Linked DNA regions of Mus musculus: all the other regions are linked to region 1. A link is a contact called in public ChIA-PET, HiChIP or PLAC-seq, Micro-C and promoter capture Hi-C data. All regions are on one chromosome and are shown on one strand. Each heading gives the region's core, a stretch centred on a gene start, on an enhancer-like site or on the middle of the called end of the contact. The rest is flanking DNA. Distances are from core to core; before and after follow the strand shown. Region 1 holds the start of Ciz1 (CDKN1A interacting zinc finger protein 1). Region 2 holds the start of Stxbp1 (syntaxin binding protein 1). Region 3 holds the start of Cdk9 (cyclin-dependent kinase 9 (CDC2-related kinase)). Region 4 holds the start of Fpgs (folylpolyglutamyl synthetase). Region 5 overlaps Nup214 (nucleoporin 214). Region 6 overlaps Fam78a (family with sequence similarity 78, member A).

What was found. Promoter capture Hi-C pulls out the DNA fragments that hold promoters and counts their contacts. Hi-C and Micro-C count contacts between places; a contact is called where the count stands out from the background. ChIA-PET counts read pairs in DNA pulled down with a chosen protein or histone mark. HiChIP or PLAC-seq counts read pairs in DNA pulled down with a chosen protein or histone mark.
Region 2: a FOXA1 HiChIP or PLAC-seq map of pancreatic cancer cells shows a contact between it and region 1. The contact joins the promoter of Stxbp1 here to the promoter of Ciz1 in region 1. A contact is called at or near these places in 1 of 39 promoter capture datasets (stem cell-derived epiblast-like cells), 2 of 115 datasets of contacts at active chromatin or transcription factors (bone marrow-derived macrophages and pancreatic cancer cells) and 1 of 9 other capture datasets (liver).
Region 3: a contact with region 1 is called in an RNA polymerase II ChIA-PET map of memory CD8 T cells, with 28 read pairs. The contact joins the promoter of Cdk9 here to the promoter of Ciz1 in region 1. A contact is called at or near these places in 5 of 39 promoter capture datasets (cranial neural crest, liver, maxillary cranial neural crest and 2 more), 2 of 484 Hi-C or Micro-C datasets (B cells and regulatory T cells), 2 of 115 datasets of contacts at active chromatin or transcription factors (memory CD8 T cells and pancreatic cancer cells) and 2 of 9 other capture datasets (adipose tissue and liver).
Region 4: a contact with region 1 is called in a Micro-C map of embryonic stem cells, with 2.9 times the contacts expected there. The contact joins the promoter of Fpgs here to the promoter of Ciz1 in region 1. A contact is called at or near these places in 5 of 39 promoter capture datasets (cranial neural crest, maxillary cranial neural crest, neural stem cells and 2 more), 2 of 484 Hi-C or Micro-C datasets (embryonic stem cells and rod photoreceptor), 2 of 115 datasets of contacts at active chromatin or transcription factors (bone marrow-derived macrophages and memory CD8 T cells) and 2 of 9 other capture datasets (adipose tissue and liver).
Region 5: an H3K4me3 HiChIP or PLAC-seq map of bone marrow-derived macrophages shows a contact between it and region 1, with 2.5 times the contacts expected there. The contact joins the enhancer-like site here to the promoter of Ciz1 in region 1. A contact is called at or near these places in 2 of 39 promoter capture datasets (the 3T3-L1 cell line and liver), 2 of 115 datasets of contacts at active chromatin or transcription factors (bone marrow-derived macrophages and embryonic stem cells) and 1 of 9 other capture datasets (adipose tissue).
Region 6: a promoter capture Hi-C map of liver shows a contact between it and region 1, with 2.4 times the contacts expected there. The contact joins the enhancer-like site here to the promoter of Ciz1 in region 1. A contact is called at or near these places in 4 of 39 promoter capture datasets (hippocampal neurons, liver, neural stem cells and 1 more) and 3 of 115 datasets of contacts at active chromatin or transcription factors (effector CD8 T cells and embryonic stem cells).

Annotation. Positions count from the first base shown.
Region 1 is chr2:32,361,636-32,364,676 of GRCm38.p6, reverse strand. Ciz1 (CDKN1A interacting zinc finger protein 1) reads right to left here and starts at 1,479. Exons shown (of 17, transcript NM_028412.2): 1 at 1,379-1,479; 2 at 698-872; 3 at 343-458. The coding sequence starts at 867.
Region 2 is chr2:32,845,813-32,848,853 of GRCm38.p6, reverse strand. It overlaps Stxbp1 (syntaxin binding protein 1), which reads left to right and starts at 1,622. Exons shown (of 19, transcript NM_009295.2): 1 at 1,622-1,799. The coding sequence starts at 1,763. Gm13524 (predicted gene 13524) reads right to left here and starts at 2,918. Exons shown (of 2, transcript NR_166175.1): 1 at 2,419-2,918; 2 at 1-1,097.
Region 3 is chr2:32,711,253-32,714,293 of GRCm38.p6, reverse strand. It overlaps Cdk9 (cyclin-dependent kinase 9 (CDC2-related kinase)), which reads left to right and starts at 1,510. Exons shown (of 7, transcript NM_130860.3): 1 at 1,510-1,729; 2 at 2,182-2,263. The coding sequence starts at 1,638. Mir2861 (microRNA 2861) reads left to right here and starts at 1,406; the gene lies at 1,406-1,487. It overlaps Mir3960 (microRNA 3960), which reads left to right and starts at 1,322; the gene lies at 1,322-1,394. Gm33457 (a long non-coding RNA gene) reads right to left here and starts at 984. Exons shown (of 2, transcript XR_001783272.2): 1 at 1-984.
Region 4 is chr2:32,692,668-32,695,708 of GRCm38.p6, reverse strand. Fpgs (folylpolyglutamyl synthetase) reads left to right here and starts at 1,534. Exons shown (of 15, transcript NM_010236.2): 1 at 1,534-1,720; 2 at 2,988-3,041. The coding sequence starts at 1,583.
Region 5 is chr2:32,037,263-32,040,303 of GRCm38.p6, reverse strand. Nup214 (nucleoporin 214) reads right to left here. Exons shown (of 36, transcript NM_172268.2): 30 at 2,132-2,202; 31 at 828-981. Among named protein-coding and RNA genes, the nearest start is that of Mir7674, 12 kb to the left of the region's middle. Within about 2 kb of position 1,448, at least 110 of the 459 cell types and tissues checked have an H3K27ac peak or open chromatin away from gene starts, as enhancers often do. A contact at or near this core is called in bone marrow-derived macrophages, where this site is marked.
Region 6 is chr2:32,073,105-32,076,145 of GRCm38.p6, reverse strand. All of the region lies in intron 1 of Fam78a (family with sequence similarity 78, member A), which reads left to right. Among named protein-coding and RNA genes, the nearest start is that of Fam78a, 9.1 kb to the left of the region's middle. Within about 2 kb of position 1,570, at least 31 of the 459 cell types and tissues checked have an H3K27ac peak or open chromatin away from gene starts, as enhancers often do. A contact at or near this core is called in liver, where this site is marked.

The DNA.
Region 1 (3,041 bases), core at 230-2,729:
GCTGTCCACGCTGGGGTCCTGGTAGGGATACCAAGTGATGGCTGTCTAATTAGCTTCTACCTGTGTTGTGACTATGGGCACATGGTCCCTCTTCTGGGCCTCAGGTTGCTATCCTCATTTGTAGAGGGGGGTTACGGGTGTGCCTCCCCTTAGGTTTATCAGCAGAGGCAGGAACGGCCAGCACCGTAGCCCGGTAACCCTGTACTTAGCAGAGTAGCCTGTGGACTTCATCTCCTGGGAGCCTGGTATCTTCATCTATAAGGATGCTGTTAGGGCCGCTGTGAGTGTTGGTAAGAATGAATGGGTTAGGAAGAAGCTGAGGGCCACGGGGAACTGCCATACCTTGCAACTGCTGTAGGAGCAAAGCTCTTTGCAGCATGGGGCCATTGAGCAGGGAGGTCGAGTGGAGGCCCTGGAGACTCAGAAGCTGTTGCGGGGATGACTGCTGGGGGAGGCCCCTGTGTGATGGGAGTAGGGTGTCAGAGGGGTCCTGGGAAAGCCATCTACCCGGAGGTCTCTCACCTCCATTCTCTCCATCTCAATGGCAGATGGAGGATCCCCTCCAAGGTAGAAACTGATGACATTTAATACTCAAACAAGGATGCCCCTGGGGAAAAAATAACTACTGGGAGCCAGGCTCCAAAATGTGGGTCTGAGCCGTCAGACCTCAGACTGCTCCTGGAAGTGGAAAACTCACCGGCTGACAGGAATGGACAAGGAGGCCTGTGGTGGGGACTGTTGCAGCAGCTGTTGGAGCTGCAGTATCTGCTGTTGCTGCTGCTGGAGCTGCTGCTGCTGGAGCTGCTGCTGCAACTGTTGCTGCTGCTGCTGCAACTGTTGCTGCTGCTGGAGTTGCGGGTTGAACATGGTGGCTGAAGGGGGTATGGTGGGTAGGGTCAGATCACCACTTTGGGATGATCCAGCTTCTCTCCCCTCCCAAAACACCCACCCCAGCATAACGCCTGCTAAGCTTCACCGCTACACAGTCCCACCCACGCCAAGAGCACGCTGCATTTATACCCGGGGCTTCGGGGCTTCCAGTTCTTCCGGTCAGCTGCCAGAACAGGATACACACACAGACACGCCTTCAGTTCTTTATCTTCCCTCCCATCTCTTCAACTCTGGCGGTCCAACCTTCTAATCGGAGCACACCTTTCCACTCCCATCTCCTGCCTGTCAGTCACTCTACACTTCCTGGTGCTTCCCGTGCACACTTCCCTGTTTTGGATTCCGCTGTCCTCTCCCTAAATTGTGTCACTTAAATCCATGAACCCTGGATGGGAAACGCTTCCGTCCGCCGCAGCACACCCCCACCCCGCTCCGTTGTCCCTCATCCCTCCACTCCCTTCCCTCGCAGATATAGCCAACGCCACTTAACTAATCCTGTGGCCTCGCCTGTCCACAAAGCCCGTAGGCTCTCTGCAAGTAGCCGCTATCCCTGCGGTCCACCCTTCCCGGGGTGCCCAACCCTCCTCCACTGTCGCTTCCGGGGCGGGCACCACACTGGCTCCCCCTCACCTCCCGGCAATCCACGAAAACCGAAACCGTGAAAGCCACGAGCTGACTCGTAAGGCGGGCTCCGGAGCTCCCGGGCTGCTCGGGACGGTGACCGGACCGGGACACTCCGAAGGCCCAGCGGCTGGCCACTCCCGCGCAGAGCGCCCTCTGGAGGTGCGGAGGCCTCAGCGCGGACGCCGCGGCGGGCGAACAAGCCTCGCGCGCAGGTCACGTCGCGGGGACCGCGACCAATCTGCAATCGCTAGAGCCGCGGTGGCTCCCAGGTGCTATGAGGCGCCGGGCAGCGTAGGCTCCTGTCCCCAGATCCCAGCATCGGGAAGGGGCGATTCTGAGTTCCCACGGCCGTCTGTTTATCTGGCAGGGGCAAAGGGGACCGACAGTCGGTCAGATCCCAACTGACCTCCCCAATGCCACCACTGTCCCCAGATCCCGAGCCCGCGTGGGGCTGGGACAAGAGCAAGCGGGCGCGCGTATGTGTGGTGAATTCAGCTTTAAAAAAATAGTTTTGTTTTTTACATTTTTTTAAAAAAGATTTAGTTTATGTGTATGAGTGTTTTGAACGTATGTGTATCTGTATATCGTGTATATCTTGTACATCCTGGAACTAGAGTTAGAAACATTTGTGAATTGTCTTGTGAGTGCTAGGAATCGAACCCAGCTCCTCTGCAAGAACAAGTGCTCTTAACCACTGAGCTATCTCTCCTCATCCCCGTTTTTTGTTTTTTTGTTTTTGTTTTTTTTTGTTTTTTGTTTTTTTTTGGTTTTTTTTTTTTTTGGTTTTTTTTTTTTTTTTTTTGGTTTTTGGTTTTTTGAGGCAGGGTTTCTCTGTATAGCCCTGGCTGTCCTGGCACTCACTTTGTAGACCAGGCTGGCCTCGAACTCAGAAATCCGTCTGCCTCTGCCTCCCGAGTGCTGGGATTAAAGGCGTGCGCCACCACGCCCGCCTCTCACCCCCGTCTTTTAAATATGTATTCTTATTTCAGGTGTATGAATGTTTTGCCTGCATGTATGTGTGTGTACTTTGTATGTGCCTAGTGCTTGCAGAGGTCTAAAGAGGGCATCTGATCCCCTAGGAAGAAGTTTGTGGATGGTTGTGAGCCACCTGTGGGAGTGCTGGGAGCTGAACCTGGGTCCTTTGGAAGAAGAACAAACGTTAACCACTTAACAAGTTCCCAAGCCTCTGATTTCCTTTTCCGTTTCATTGTGTTGTGTAGCAATGGCTACATATGGAAACTCACTATAGACCAGACTGGCCTCGAATTCACAGAAACCCGCTGGCTTCTGCCACCACGTCTGACACAGTTACTTTCTTTAATGGCTCTTACCTGCCCCTAAAAAGGTCCTGCCACTGCGGACACCCCTTAGCCCCACTGGTCTTGGCAATTCTTTTATCTTGTTCATCCCCCCACTTCGCGCCCAGTGTAGACTGAGAGGACTGGCCGCTCGGCGGCGCTAGGGACCGCAGAGGACAGATCACTACTGCGCAGTCAGGTGACTGCGCTAACCTGAGGCTCGGGACTCGC
Region 2 (3,041 bases), core at 373-2,872, 480 kb before region 1:
GGCCAGACGACAAGTGCCTTTACCCACTGAGCCCTCTCAATAGCTCTGCCTTTGGGAGTTTGTTGTTGTCGTTTTGTTTTGTTTTGTTTTGTTTTTTTAAACTGGGTATATGTAGCTCTGGCTTGCCTGAAACTCACTATGTAGACCAGGCTGGCCAAGAACTCACAGAGTTTGTCCTGCCTCTACCTCCCAAGTGCTGGGATTAAAGGTCTGTGCTGCTATGCCCTCCTTTGTGGTTCTTTCTTGTTTGTTTGTAAAGATAGCGATTTTCTGTGTAGCCCTGGCTGTCCCTCAACTTGTTCTATAGACCAGGCTTTTCTGAAACTTGCTCTGTAGACCAGACTGGTCTCAAACTCAGGGACCCCCTAGCTTTCTGTCTCCTGAGTGCTAGGACTAAAGGTATGTGTTACCACACCTGGCTCCTTTGTGATTTTTCCTTTTAAAAATGTTTTTAAAAAAGATTTATTCATGCATGTATTTTATGTATGTGGGTATTCTGTTGGCATGTATGCACATCAGAAGAGGGCATTTGGTCCTACTAGATACAGTCACAGACAATTGTGAGCTGTCATGTGAATGCTAAGACTTTAACTGAGGACCTCTGGAAGAACAGCCAGTGCTCTTAACCACTGAGCCATCTCTCCAGCCCCATCCTTTGTGATTTTTAAGTTAGTTGGACTTGTTCATTTTTTCTTTGCACTTTATTTTATTTTCCACCATCAGGGATCAAAGTGGAGACCTTGCATATAACAAGCAAGTGCTCCACCTCTGAGGTACGTCTCCTACTCTTGTTCTGTATTTCCAAAGCAACCTTCTTCATTAGCAAAGATGGAACCTCGAAAACCAGTATGTGACCATGTAGACAGGAGGAAGGAGATGCTGAGTCCAGAGTTGATTCTGTAGTATTTCCTAATTAGATTTGGACTTTGGAAACTACTGGATTTGTTCCATGTCTTGTGCACGAGTGCAGCTCCAGTATACAGAATATCCATAGTAATTCATATACATAGCTTATACATAGTTATGGGAGAATAATATTCATTAGTGACTGATAGATAAATGGTACAACAGCAAGCGCCTCGGGTGTGTTTTTGTACCTGAAAATGAAGATTAGAAATGATGTTCGGTTATTGCGCGAATTTAGTAAAATGATACCTGAAAGGTGTGTAACACAGAGCTTAGCTCTCCATCAATGGTAAACAGACCACAGAGACACAGGGATAGTGTCAGTGTACTGTAAGCCTATGTTGTGGCTGGGAATGGGACTACAGTTAATAAGAATCTGCTCTCAGAGTTCGGTTTTTTGGCAGGAGAAAATGGAAGGCTCCCAAAAAAGCAGGAAGAGCATCACAGCCTGGCTTTAGGGAGATTCCCATGACCTGGGCAGCCCGTGCAGGGCTGGCGAGGGGATTTTAGGACCCTGAGGCCCTGGCGCGAGCGTGAGGCGCAGGGGAGGGCGCTCCCGGAGCCTGCATCCCGGAGGGCGGGGTCTCGCGCCCGGGCCGCGCTTCTATTGGCGGCAGCGCGCGGGTGACGATGACGGCTGGCGCGAGGCCCCGCCCCGCAGCCCCGCCCCTCCCGCGCGCGCTGGCCGCTACACAGCCTCGCTTTGGCCCGAGTCGCGCCCCCGCGCGGAGTCCGCGCGTCAGTCGGTCCCGAGCGCGACTGCGGGGCGGCGGGCTGCAGACAGCGGGGCGCGCGGCCCGGGGGAGGCGACGGTGTCGCGGGAGGAGCATCGGAGCCCGAAGACTCGAAGAACGCCATGGCCCCCATTGGCCTCAAGGCGGTGGTCGGAGAGAGTAAGTGGCGTCCGGGTGCTGCCCCGGGGCCGGCGAAACCCGTTATTCAGGCGCCGCCCTCCCGGGAGGGATGCCCCTCTGGCTTCCTGCGGCCAGCAGGCTTCCCTGACTCACGCTTCACCCAGATCCCCTCTTCACCTCGGTCCTCCTCACCCCAGACGCCTCCTCAGTCTCTATTCCTCCACCTCTCTTCATCCCATCCCTCCTCCTCATACCTCGCCTTCATAAACATCTCGTTTTCCTTTTTACCTTCATCCATTCACTTCCATCACGCCATCTCTCCCTTCATCCCATCCCTCTCCTCTCTCTCTCTCTCCCTGTTCACCTCCCCCACCCGCGCCTTTATCCCCTCCAGCCCACCACCCTCCTCTGCAGCATCACCCTTCTGCACCCCAACTCTTCTCCAGACGTATTCCTTTCCTACCGTCTCCTTTCCTTGCCTTCTGCATATCCAGAGCTCTCAATTCCGCTCCCCCCCCCCTTTCTTTCTGTCTCCAATCCCTCCCTCTTTCCCACCCTCCCTCGTGAATCGTGACGAACGAAGCCTGGCCTGCGTCCTCCTCCCTCCCTGCCTCCCTCTCCCGGGAGCAGGGCGCTGTCCCCGGCTGCAGAGACCCACCTGGGAGCGGCTGGGCGCGCGCCGCCAGGGCCACTCCTGCCAGCTGGGCAGGGGACACGGGGTTTTCCTGTGGCACTGCTTCCGCAAGGCTCTCTCCGCCTCCCCTTCCCCGGGCTGGACTTAAAGGGAGGGGTCTTAGCTGGTCCGAACCCTTAGAAATCCCAAGGGAAAGGGGAGCAGTTTCGGAGTGTCGCGGGAGGAGTGGCCCCAGCCAGCGCCGCAGTCTGCAGTCTCGCTGCTTGTGGGACTCAGACCTGGGCGTCGCTGCGGGGAAGATGTGACTGTTTATAGGTTTGCATGAAAGGCACAGCAGACATGTTTAAATTTATTTATTTATTTTTTTTTAATAATGGATGGGGAGCGTCGAAGTGAGGGCGGGCTGTCGGTATTCTCAAAGATGGGTGACCTAGGTAGAAAAATAGTGCCTCTTAAGTATTTTGGCACGTCTTTACAATGAAACCGCGTGAACACTGCTGTGACTTTGGCTATCTTTTTAGAGTGAGAGAGAAAATGAAAGTGCCTTTTCCCTGTAGGAGAGGTGGAAATTTACAGTTTCCCTTTTCAGTGATCCTGTTCTATGGCAGCTTCCTCCCCGCCCCCCACCCCCCATCAAATGCAGCATA
Region 3 (3,041 bases), core at 261-2,760, 350 kb before region 1:
GTGATACGGTGAGTTGGGAGGGATGCCTGGAGTTCAAAGGTCAGCCTAGACTACTGTGTGAGCACCAGACCAGCCACGACTTGTCTCCATCAAACAAGAGGGGGAAGCAAACGGGAAGCCTGCAGCTGACCCTGGAGAGTGGGGTGGCAACTCTGAAGACAGGAGGGATTGGGAAACTGAAACAGAAGGGAGCTTGTAGGACCACAGACCAGGAGGTAAACGCTGGAAAAATCGGCCATGATCAGCTCAGAATTTCAAGACAGTAGAGGAAGACAGAACAGACTTCAGACTCTCCTCTCTGTCTCTCTGTGTTATTGTTGTTTTTCCTGGCTGTCCTGGAACTGGCTCTGTAGACCAGGCTGGCCTGGAACTCAGAAATCCATCTGCCTCTGCCAAGTGCTGGGATTAAAGGCGTGCGCCATCAAGGCCCGGCTCACGCCCATTTCAAAAGCATCAGGAGTGCCGGCTCAATGTTAACAGTTTTGGGGATGATTGACTCTGGACAGACCAGCTTTGGCGCGGCTCTGTGAAGGAAGGTTGTAGTAGATCCATCCTGACAACACAAGATCCAAGGGTTTAGGCCTGAGCGTTGATCGCTCACCGCCCACAGTGTCGCCGCGCCCCCTGGCGGCCGTCAGTTGCCATGTCAACGGCGGGTGGCTGAGACGACGGAGGCGGCAGCGGGGGCAGTTCTCTCTTCCCCTGGCCTCAAGGCCGCTCCCACGGCACCTCCTGCCTTCGCCTCACCGGGAGCACACTCCCGGTCCTGGAAGAAGGGCCATTCTGTAGCAGCTGGCATTCGGGGGATAAACTGAGGCACGCAGGAGGGAGCCGCAGGCAGGTGTCTAGTGCGGAGCCCCACCTCCAAAGGCAGAGGAGGGGCTGCGAGCAGTGACGCGCCGAGGGCGGACGCTGGACTGGGAGCGGGAGGGCGGGAGGCGGCGGCGGCAGGTGCGGCTGCGAAGGGTGGGAGGAGGAGGGAGGGGGTGGGCGGAGGGGGAGGGGAGGCCAGGACGGGCACCTCCCCCTTTATAACGCGCCCCCTCCCGGGCTTTCGGGCCGCCTCCTCGTCTGCTCTGCCTATCTCGCCCCCTTGCCCTGCCGCCCCGGGCCGGGCTTGGCCAGGGAGCCTCCGCCCCCAGGCCTTCCCCCCACCACCACCCGCCGCCCCGCGCAGCCCGGCGGAGGCGGCGCCGTCGGAGGAGGAGGAGCAGGGCACTGCGGCTGGCCCCGGATCGGGAGCCAGAGCGGCAGCAGCTTCGGCAGCAGCACGGCCCGGGCCAATGCAGCGGGACGCACCGCCGCGAGCCCCAGCCCCAGCGCCACGGCTTCCTGCGCCCCCGATCGGGGCCGCCAACAGCGCTGGCGGCGGCGGCGGAGGCGGGGGCAGTGGCGGCGGCGGAGGCTCCTCTGCAGCTCCGGCTCCCCCTGGCCTCCCGGGAACTACAAGTCCCAGGGGGCCTGGCGGCGGGCGGAGACCGGAAGAGGCGGGCTCGGCACCTCGAGGCCGGAAGTGGCCGTGGAGGCGGAAGTGGCGCGGCCGCGGAGGGGCCTGGAGTGTGGCGGGACCGGGAGCGGCGGGAGCTGCGGCTGGGGGCGGCGGCGGCGGCGGCGGCGGAGGCGCGCTGGAGGTGGCCATGGCCAAGCAGTACGACTCGGTGGAATGCCCGTTCTGCGATGAGGTCACCAAGTACGAGAAACTTGCCAAGATCGGCCAAGGCACATTCGGGTAAGATTAGGCCGCGTGGGACCGCGAGCCCGGGACCTGCACTTTCCAGGGCCGACGTCGGGTCGCCCAGAGCCCGGGCCGAGGTGGTCCGGAAGCTTCTGTTTTCGTGGCTGTTGCCCGGTCTTGCTCGGCCGCGGCGCAGACGTTCCCGGCCCAACCGAGCCGACTGGCGGGGAGGAGCCTGGGGCCCGTGATGGGGGTTGGGTAGGGTTGCTGAGAGCCACTCCGAATGTGAGCGGCCACCTCTAGGGGAGGAGTAGGGGCTGAGTAGGAGTAAGCAGAGGCCGGGAGGAGGACGGAAGACACGCGGTGTGGAATGACCGCGTCCCGGATCCGAGGCCGCACCCCGCCCGCCGTGGGTCTGGGCTCCTGCTGCTCCCCTTCGCGCGGGGGAGGGGCACTCCCTGCGGAAATGCCTTATGGGTCCCTTGGGTCTTTCTCTGTGCCTGCAGGGAAGTCTTTAAAGCCAAGCACCGTCAGACGGGCCAGAAGGTGGCTCTGAAGAAAGTGTTGATGGAGAATGAGAAGGAGGGGGTGAGTATATGGACCACTGGGCCGACCTTCTTCTAACCTGGCTGGGTTTCCACACCGCTACTTCAAAGGGTTTTGTGCTGAGATTCGACCTAGTGTTTTTCGGTTTTCCATGGAACAAGGAATTTGGCTTTCCATTTACACTGTTGAGCTTTAGTGGCAGAGTTCTGTGGGAGCCACGGGAGGGAGCCTGTGCTTTTCCCATGGAGTGCAGGTTGACTCTAGAAAACTTTCAGCTTAGCTTGGCGTTGAATTTTGTTTTGTATGAAGAGACCATTTGTGCACAAGCCGTTTAAAAGGCCGCTGAGCTTAAGGTGATGTTCTGAAAGGTGTTGTTTCCATCAGCCTCAGCAGCATTGCCTTTGTAAGGAAAATGCTGTTTGTCTTACTTTGCGTCTATAGGGTCTTCTGTTTTCTGGCATGTCTGTGTACAGCACTATTCTCCAGTACCTGGGTACCTGAGGAAGCCAGAAAGGTGTGCCAGGTTGCCTTGGATCATTTGGGACAAAAGATCCACTGTGTGGGTGCTGGGAATTGAACCTGGGTCCTGGGGGAGGATAGCCAGTGCTGTGGTGTGTGTGTTTCCCTGAAACAGGGACTCTATGTTTTGTTTGACACAAAATCTCTCTGTAGCCCCAACTGTCCTGGAACTCACTGTTTGGTCCAGGCTGTTCTCAGACTCACAGAGGATCAACTGCCTGTGTTTCCTGACTGCTGGAAATAAAGGGCTGGACTGCCACACGTGACCATAGCCAGTTTCCTTAACCATTCAACTATCTCC
Region 4 (3,041 bases), core at 285-2,784, 330 kb before region 1:
CACTGAAATATATGCTTGGACACTTTGATTCCAGCACTCAGGAGGCCAGAGCAAGGAGATGTCTGTGAGTTTGAGGCCAGGAGTACTTTCAGAGAGCAAATGTCTAGATTTCTCCCCGAACAGTCCTTGCTTATTTAAAATAGAAATCTCTGCTAAATATTTAAGCCCAATGTAGAAAAGCAGGAGAGATTGAAAACCCATTGCTGTTGTCCAGTGCCTTCCACAAATGGAAGTACCTCACCTACAATAAGGTGAGACTACTGTTCCCTCCCCCAGAGGGCCCTCAAATCCACTTTCTACCACGGGGGAGTTTCCAACGCCCCAATAAGATTACACACCTTCCCCTAAAGCCAGCAAATTTACTCCAATTTATTTATTTATTTGTTTGTTTGTTTGTTTGTTTGTTTTCGAGACAGGGTTTCTCTGTACAGCCCTGGCTGTCCTGGAACTCACTCGGTAGACCAGGCTGGCCTCAAACTCAGAAATCTGCCTGCCTCTGCCTCCCGAGTGCTGGGATTAAAGGCGTGCGCCACCACTGCCCAGCCAAAATTTTTTTATCTTTACTTAATATTTTTGCCTGTTTGCATTGTGCTTTTGGAGGCCAGAGTCGGGTCAGATCCCCAGTTTGGAGTCTACAATTGTGAGCCGCAGTGTGGGTCCTAAGACTTGAACCTTGAGACTTAACCACTGAGCCATTTCTCCAAACCTAATTTCATACGGGGCTCCAGGTCCCTGCTGATGAAGCATCCCGGGAGCAACCCGGTCCAACCAAATGGAAGTCTTTCCCACTGTCTCCTTCTTAGCCTGGAAATCCCCCCCCCGAACCCCACAGGCCTCGATAGGGGTGTCATTCTTCCGGGAAGTCTTCCTAGGCTTCTAGAGTGAGTTAAGAGTCTGGAGAGGCCGGGCGTGGTGGCACACGCCTTTAATCCCAGCACTTGGGAGGCAGAGGCAGGCGGATTTCTGAGTTCGAGGCCAGCCTGGTCTACAGAGTGAGCTGCAGTTCAGCCAGGGCTGTACAGAGAAACCCTGTCTCGAAAAACCGAAGGGGAAAAAAAAAAAAAGCCTGGAGAGACGGGGTCATATTCTTGACCGAAAAGGCTGCATCCCCACTGTCTGCGTGAGCCAGGACATTTCGGTGCTGGGAATTGATGACACAGGCATCTGCCAGCCCTGTAATTCTATTCCAGCTCAGAGCTTCTCTGCCAAGGAGTCGGGACTGAGAACTGCTGGCTCGGATTGGCTATTTTTGGATGTACAGCGAAGTCCTTAAGACCTGGCACAGACCTGTGGAGGATAGCGACGAAAAGAGTACAGAGTTCCTTTAAGATGGAGGACCCCCTCCCAGGAACACCCTCTTCCCTCCACCCTCCCCGGCAGAGCGCCCCCTAGAAGCATGGCGAGAGCAGCGCACCTCCGGACCATCTGCCCCTCACAAAGATGGCCGTGATAAGGCGCTGCTTCTCATTGGTCCGGGAAAATCTAGAGACTCGGATTGGTGGGTCTTAGGATGGCGTCAGGGCGGGGCGGGGCGAAGCGGGGCGGCTCCGGCCCAGGCCTAGCTTGCGGTGGCATTAAGACTATGTCGTGGGCGCGGAGCCGACTGTGCTCGACTCTGTCCCTGGCAGCTGTTTCTGCGCGTGGTGCAACGACGGAGGGCGCGGCGCGGCGGGGGATGAGCGCGTGGCCAGCGCCACAGGAGCCGGGCATGGAGTATCAGGTTTCTGACCGTTCCCGCGGGCAAACGGTCCCGTACTGACACGTGGGCAGCACCGGAGCCTTGCTCCGCTCTCCGCCAGCTGCTGGGGGCACCGGAGCATGAAGTTGCGGGGCTCGAGAGGCGGGGACATCCCAGAGCCCAGGGGAGGTGACAGAGACCGGAAAGTTGAGCTCAGGTGGCCCGATGTGGGAATTCTGAGAGCGCGTGTCCGGTGTTGCAGAGGGAATGGGCGCAGGTGACACACCAGAACGTCCAGAATCTGAATTGAGTTTTAGAAGTTCCAATGCAGGGCAATGCAGGATGAAGGGAAGGGAGGAGTTCTGGAGTACAGAGTGGAAGTACCCAGGAGGATCTGGGATTGGGGTCTCCAAGACTCGAAGACTGGAATCTAAGTATTCAGAATTGACCGGCGGGCAGGCAGAAAAAGAGGCAATAAAGAGACCAAGAATCTAGAACAAACTGTAGATTACAAACTGTGCCAGGGTCAGTTGTCAATGACCAGAACTTAATGCTGGCCAGGCAGGTGGCACCGGTTTAGGGCTGTGAGGCTTCCAGCCAAGCCTTGAGGATAAGAGGGCAGGCGACCCAGCTGGTGCCCGAAAGGAACTGCCTAAGCACAGGTTTCTCAGAATGTAGGGTAATTGAAACACACGACTGGATTTATATCCTCAAATGCCTCTCATTTAGGCCTCTCTGTTTATTTTCTGTTTCCACTCCCATCCCCCAAAGCCGTCTCCTGAGGCTGTCTGTACCCACCTGTGGATTCTGGCCCGACAACTCTTGAGTGTACTTTCCCTCCCTCTGTACCTCCTCTTCCAGATCTAATTGCTTACTTACATTGTCTTGTCTTAGGGTTAGAAGGTGGAACTCTCAAATATTCCAAAATTCAAAGTTCCTAGATTTCTAACGTCCTGGCCCCCACTCAGTGGGTGTCCAGTATAGTGGTAGAGAGATTAAGGAAAAAACCTTCCTTCCAGGGTTGGTCTTGTGTGTGAAGGCTGAGGGCATAGAAGCTTGGGGAAGGCAGCCCAGGAAATGAAGGTCCGTTAATCTTGCCAGCTTTACCTGGCACTCCCTGGGTGGGGCTAGCTTGCCCATGGCTCCCATCTTTGCTAGAACTGGAGATATGCCAGGGCTGTCCCACCAAATAGCTGTCGGCAAAGGCAGCGTGGCTGGTATAACGGGCCTGTTGCCCTGGTTTTGCCACTGGTGGGCTGGGTCTCTCTGTCCTTAAGGACCCTCACTGAACTGGGACTATGGTTGCTAGGATGCTGTGCGCACGCTCAACACCCTGCAAACCAATGCCAGCTACCTGGAGCAG
Region 5 (3,041 bases), core at 199-2,698, 320 kb after region 1:
ACAATTTCTGAGGTCCTTTCACCGTAGGTCCTAAATCCCTCCTGTCACAGCCTGATGATCTAGGAGGAAGTGCCTGGCCAAGCAATCCTGCCACATGTTATCAGAGCAGAGACATCAGGACAACAAATCCCTGATCCATACAACCACAAGAGCAAATCTGAGACAGAAAACATTGCTCTTCATGCCACAGGCCTTAATATGAGGAAAAGAGCTGAGAGATGCAGACACTACACTCATTAATGTGGACAGCTCAACACAGCACTTAAGTGGAAGCAGGTAAGGCAAGGATGGCAAGAATACAACTTGCCATCCATCCACTGCAGCAGTCTATAGCATCTTTTCCTTCTAACCGTGATAGACAGATCAACACAACATGGGAAATCAGGTGGAGAAAAACGTGCTAGGAAATCCAGCTTCGGGGGAAAAGGCAGCAGAGGTAAATCAGAGAAACATGCAGGCCCGAGCCCACACTAGTGCACTTCAGCGTCAGAGGAGTCAGGTGAGCAGAAGCCCTGTGCCTGGGTGGGGCTCATGGCTGCTGTCTGTCACACTGCCTTCAGGTAACCTCAGGGTAGAAAACAAGAGTGAGCGTGGCCTTAGGAGAGAAAACAGAAGCAGCCTGTCACACTCATCTGTCCCCAAAGCTCTACTGTCCTTTCATAGGTAAGGAGGACTCCTTATTAAAACAACAATAACCACAAAAGTAGAGCAGTGTAGGTGAAGACCCTCTCTAGCTTCAGCCCTTTCTGTATTTGTTTCTTCTGTATTTGTATTTGAAGCTTTGACATGAGTGGGTCGCGGAGCTGGGAAAACTCTTCTCAACTCACTTGGGGCAGCTGTAGATCCAAAGCCCCCACCGGCTGAGCTGAAGGGGTTTTTGTTGGCAGCATCCTGGCTGGGTTTTCCTCCAAGGCCACTGAAGAAACCGCCCCCTCTTGTAGCATTTCCAGACCCAAACACGCCACCACTGGAAGTGGATGACTGCTGAAAAAAACAAGTGGGGGTGAGGAGGGGAATAGGAAGCAAGGAAGGATTAGAGATCATTGTAAAACTGCAGGCACAGCCTGGCTGGACAGCCCACAGCCAGGGCAGATGGGCAAAGAGAACTCTCACCATCTCTGGAAGAGACACTCTGGAACAGCCCCAGGAGAGGCTGATTCTGGAAGGCTCCCTACAAATCTGAGGTTCTTTGGTTACTGCATTTAGAGTAGGTGGCAATGCTTATCTGCCATGCTTTCTGCACTGTCTGACTCAATACCAGGGGCAGGGAAACCAAGCATTACAGATTTACAAATCGTTTGAGAACAGGGAGAAGCTCCGATGTCTTCACTAGTGTCAGGTGACGTCATGAGCAATGACTCGTGATTTACAGGCGTTTCTCTCCACTGTGCACTTCTCATTCACAATGACTTGCCCAGTGCTGCCAAGAGCAGCCTAAATTAGCCCCGTTGCTGAAATGATGAGCACTGTTGAATTGCATCCAAACACTCAGAGGATGCTGCACTCGGGGCACATGCTGACTCAGAGCTGCACAAGCTCCAGGCACTCTTTCTGTTTAGAATCCGGTCCTTTCAGAGACCAGCTTGTGGTTTGGGGGCTGCTCACATTAGTTAAGCTGACATTGGGTGATGATGCAGAATAAGACAGGCTTTAGGAAAGGCAGCAGTGCAGAGGAACAATGGGGACTGCCAGCTGAGGGGCACGGTGGTGTGAGACAGAAACCTGCTCACTTCAAAATGTTGGGAAATGAACCGTTATAGAGAAATGAGGGCTTGCTTACGCATATCACTGTACTAAAATTAGAATGTGCCGAGCGTGGTGGCGCACACCTTTAATCCCAGCACTCGGGAGGCAGAGGCAGGCAGATTTCTGAGTTCGAGGCCAGCCTGGTCTACAGAGTGAGTTCCAGGACAGCCAGAGCAACTCAGAGAAATCTGTCTGGAAAGAATCCGAAAAAGGAAAAGAAAAAGGAAAAGAAGAAAAAGAAAAGAAAAAAGGAAAAGAAAAAGAAGGAAAAAGGAACTGTATGTGGTTGCTTGCCAGCCTGGACCCTGAGCATAAACTAAGTCTATTACACTGGGAAAAAACTAGACAGATGATCACACAGAGAGAGACAATCATGTATACTTACCTGGCCAAAGACTGACCCACCAGTGTTGGCTGCCTGGCCAAACACAGAACCAGTATTACTAGACCCAAAACCTGTAAGACACAAAGACAAAGATTCAATTTGGAGAAATCTTTTTTAAACATCAAAATTAAACCCAAACCCAAACCCAAACCCAATCAAAACACCCACAGCCTATAGATGTGTTATGAACGTCACTGGATGTAAAAGCCATCACTGGCCTTCTCCAGGGGTGAGTGTACCTGCTCCAGTACTAAACCGCTGGAAAAGATAGGCCTATTTATGTAGCCATGGCATGAATGTATGGAAGTAAACTATCACTTTCTGCTTAGAGGCCTGCTCCACAGGAGGAAATTCATTCCTGGCACTGTAAACAAACTGGTTAAAATCCCAGGCTGACAAGGTCATACACTGGCGGGGAGAAGCTATTATTGTTGTTCTGCTAAATAGACAAGTCCAATTTCTTTCTGAATACTTGTACTTACACCCACAGATTAACACTGCTCTCAGTCTTAGTCACAGCAGCTTTTTGAAGTGGGCAGTTGGTTAGTGAAGAGACTGCTAACTGTGCTGAGACTAAGAGACTGTCCGGTGTCTTACCCTAAGTTGGACTAAAGGCTCCCAGAATACTTTGGAAGACAGAGCAAGAAGTATAAAGAATTGAAGAGCATGACCATCGGCAGGAAGAGAGTAAAACTGTTTTCTAAATACGACATGACTGCTGTGCTCAGGGGCCCACAGCAGGAACCATTTCCTGCTTGCTAACAGTCCAGGACAGAGGGGGCGGAACTCATAACACCCTACGTCTAGTTGAGGACCTACTGGTAGTTAATGGCTACTGGAGAAGGGGAGTAATTTTTCTCCAGAAGTGTATTTATGGATAGTTGTTTGTGATCCAGTAAGCAATCCCATA
Region 6 (3,041 bases), core at 321-2,820, 290 kb after region 1:
TGGCTCACAACCATCTGTAATGGGATCTGAAGCCCTCTTCTGGTGTGTCTGAAGACAGCTACAGTGTGCTTAGATATAATAATAAATAAATCTTTAAAAAAAATAGTATTCTTTTCAGACTATGTCTTACTATATAGGTCCTAGAACTCACTCTGTAGGCCAGATTGGCCTTAAACTCAGAGATTGCCTGTCTCTGCCTCCTGAGTGTTGGAATTAAAGGTGTGTGCCTCCACCCAGGCACTCCAGTTACATTTGTTTTTAAAGATTTATTTATTTATTATATGTAAGTACACTGTGGCTGTCTTCAGACACACCAGAAGAGGGCGTCAGATTTTGTTACGGGTGGTTGTGAGCCATTATATGGTTGCTGGGATTTGAACTCATGACCTTCAGAAGAGCAGTCGGTGCTTTTACCCTCTGAGCCATCTCACCAGCCCCCAGTTACATTTTTTAAGTGCATAATTTTAAAAGAAAACATTAAGTGAATAGAAAATAGAGGAGACACTCAGACAAGAGCAAAGTGAAGAAAATCCCTGCTGCTTAGGGCACGTGGCCCTGTGACCGGATCGACCTTTGTCCCCTGGCTGTAGAACCCAACACTGAGGAGTTGGGATTCATGACCTCAGGACCCTGAGAATGAACAGGAGAAAAATAGAGCCCCAAGGGGCTGCGTGGTCTGTGTGGTCTGCGTGGGCTGCACGGGGCTGTCTGTGCTGAGGATAAAGCCAGGCCCACAGACAGCTGCTAATCTGCATATGTGAGAAAAGTCTAGAACCTTTGAGAGGGCATTTAAAAAACAAAAACAAAAACGGAGAAACAGGGAAAGTTTACTGCTTTTAGTTTAGCTCAGGGCCATGGATTTGGCGAGTTGTGTGTGTCCCCAAGACCGCGAGGGGGTCTGTACTGGGCTGGCTTCTGGCTGCTGACTTCTGAAGTCCTTGAATTGGGGCGACCCTCTTCAGCAGCGTGGTGTTCCTCCTTGGTCACCAACTGCAGGTCTTCCTGAATCCCCTTCACCCTCCGTCATACATGCTGGTCAGAGAGACCCTCTCTGTGTGCACATGCGTTGCTTTTTTTTGTTTTGTTTTTATAAGCACACAGATGTATATGCATGTATATCTGTTTGCACATGTGTGTGCACATGCATTTGTATACATGTGCATGTGTGCGCTTATATGTGTCTGCATGTGTACAGATGTGACATGTGTGGACATGTGTGAATTTGCGTGCACACATGTGTACATTTATAGATGTGTCTGGGTGTGCACGAGTGTGTGAGGGATAGCTTTGTGCTGTGGTCACAGTGAGTCCTAAAAGTGCCTGTTCCACCTGCAGCTCTGAGGGGTGAACTCCGGGCAGTCAGTGACCCAGCGTGCTGCCGAGGGGCAGAGAGCCAGGCTACAAGCTTTATGGGGCCCATGTATAGGTCAAGTCGTGGATACATGGGAAGGCTCAAGGCGGGTGTGGCTCTGTCCTCTTGGCCTGTGTGGTTCTTCTGGGGAAAGACTGCCCACAAACAGTCGTTTAATTGCCCTGGACCATGTGCCAGGAGACAGTTACAAAGTCCTAATGGTGCTGAACACCGGCCAAGGGCACCCGGCTTGTGTAAAGAGCCAGAGTGGTTTGCCTGGGGTTGTGGCCAGAGCTTGGCAGCTGCCCCCTCCCCCCATCAGAGCAGGAGCAGGGAGACACTAAGGAGGGTGGGAGCTGCAGGGCCAAGGTGGGGAGCTGAGAATTAGCCAAGCAGCAGCCGCATGCACAGGTGAGTGCTTGACCTCTCACAGTAGGCTTAGCAGGATCAGAGTAATGAGACCAAACTTGTGTTTGTAAAAAATCTGAGGGACTTCTGTGAGATCGGGTTAGAATCTGGGAGACCAGGCAGGGCAGTGGAGTCTCTGCCAGGGACCTGGAGTCAAGGTGGTACCAAGTGCCCAGGGCACGGCTCTGGTCCTCATTTCCCTGGCTCTGAGGCAGATCCTCTGCAGACACGGTGAGCACGCACCATGTCACAAGCTGCAGGATTAGAGATGTTGAGGGGATCTAGGGACACCACCTCAGGCGATGCCAGGGGCTCTGAAAGCATGCAGAGGTCCAGGTTCAAGTCTGGGCTTGCCCGCTACTCTGACATCTCACACCCCAGAGGATGAGGACAGAAGCATGGCAGGTGGTCTGGGCAGCAGGTGACTTGTGTACCTCTGCACAGCCTTGGCTGAGAAGGTCCCCGTAGCTGTCACCGCATCCAAGTTCTCAGTATTGGAATATTCCTGTGTTTTCATTCCTCACGAGGTCTCAGGGTCTGGTGACTTGGGTTTTGTTTTGTCTTGTGTGTTAGGGGGTTTCATGAAGTCAAAGCAGCCTCCAGGTTTCTGACCTTGAACACTTGGTCTCTTGCCTCTGCCTTCCCGAGAGCCCGGACTTCAGGCCTCAGCGTCTCGTCCCATGCAGGTCAGGAAGGCTGAGTGTCAAGGCTAAGGTCTGAGTTCGCCCTTCCAGAGCAAAGTGCACCCCTACAGAAGTAGCCAGCCTTGTGGTGACCATCTTGTCACTTGTGGGAATGTGTACAGCATAAAAGGCCTTTAATGCCAACCCTTGGGAGGCAGAGCACAACATCTGAGTTTGAGAGGCCAGCCTGGTCTATACAGCAAGTTCCAGGACAGCCAGGGTTATACTGAAAAACCCTGTCTGGAAAAACCAAAATCCAAAACAAGACAAAACAAACAAAAAGAGTTCAAGGCCGGCTTCAGCTCTAGGGAGAGTTTGGAGCCATCTTGCTTTATATGAGAACCCTGTCTTTCTTATTTTATTGTGCAGTCTGCCTTTTGACCGCTAGATCCTCAAGAGTGCTAGCTTACTGGACATGGTCTTTCCAGACAGGATTTCTCCGTATAGCCCTGGCCATGCTGAACTCACGGAGATCCGCCTGCCTCTGCCTCCCAAGTGCTGGGCTTAAAGGCGTGAGCCAGCAGGCCCTGCATCCTGAAGCCTTTAAGGTCTCCTGTTACTCCAGCTGTGGCAGGTGGTGTGAATACACTGTCTCTCTA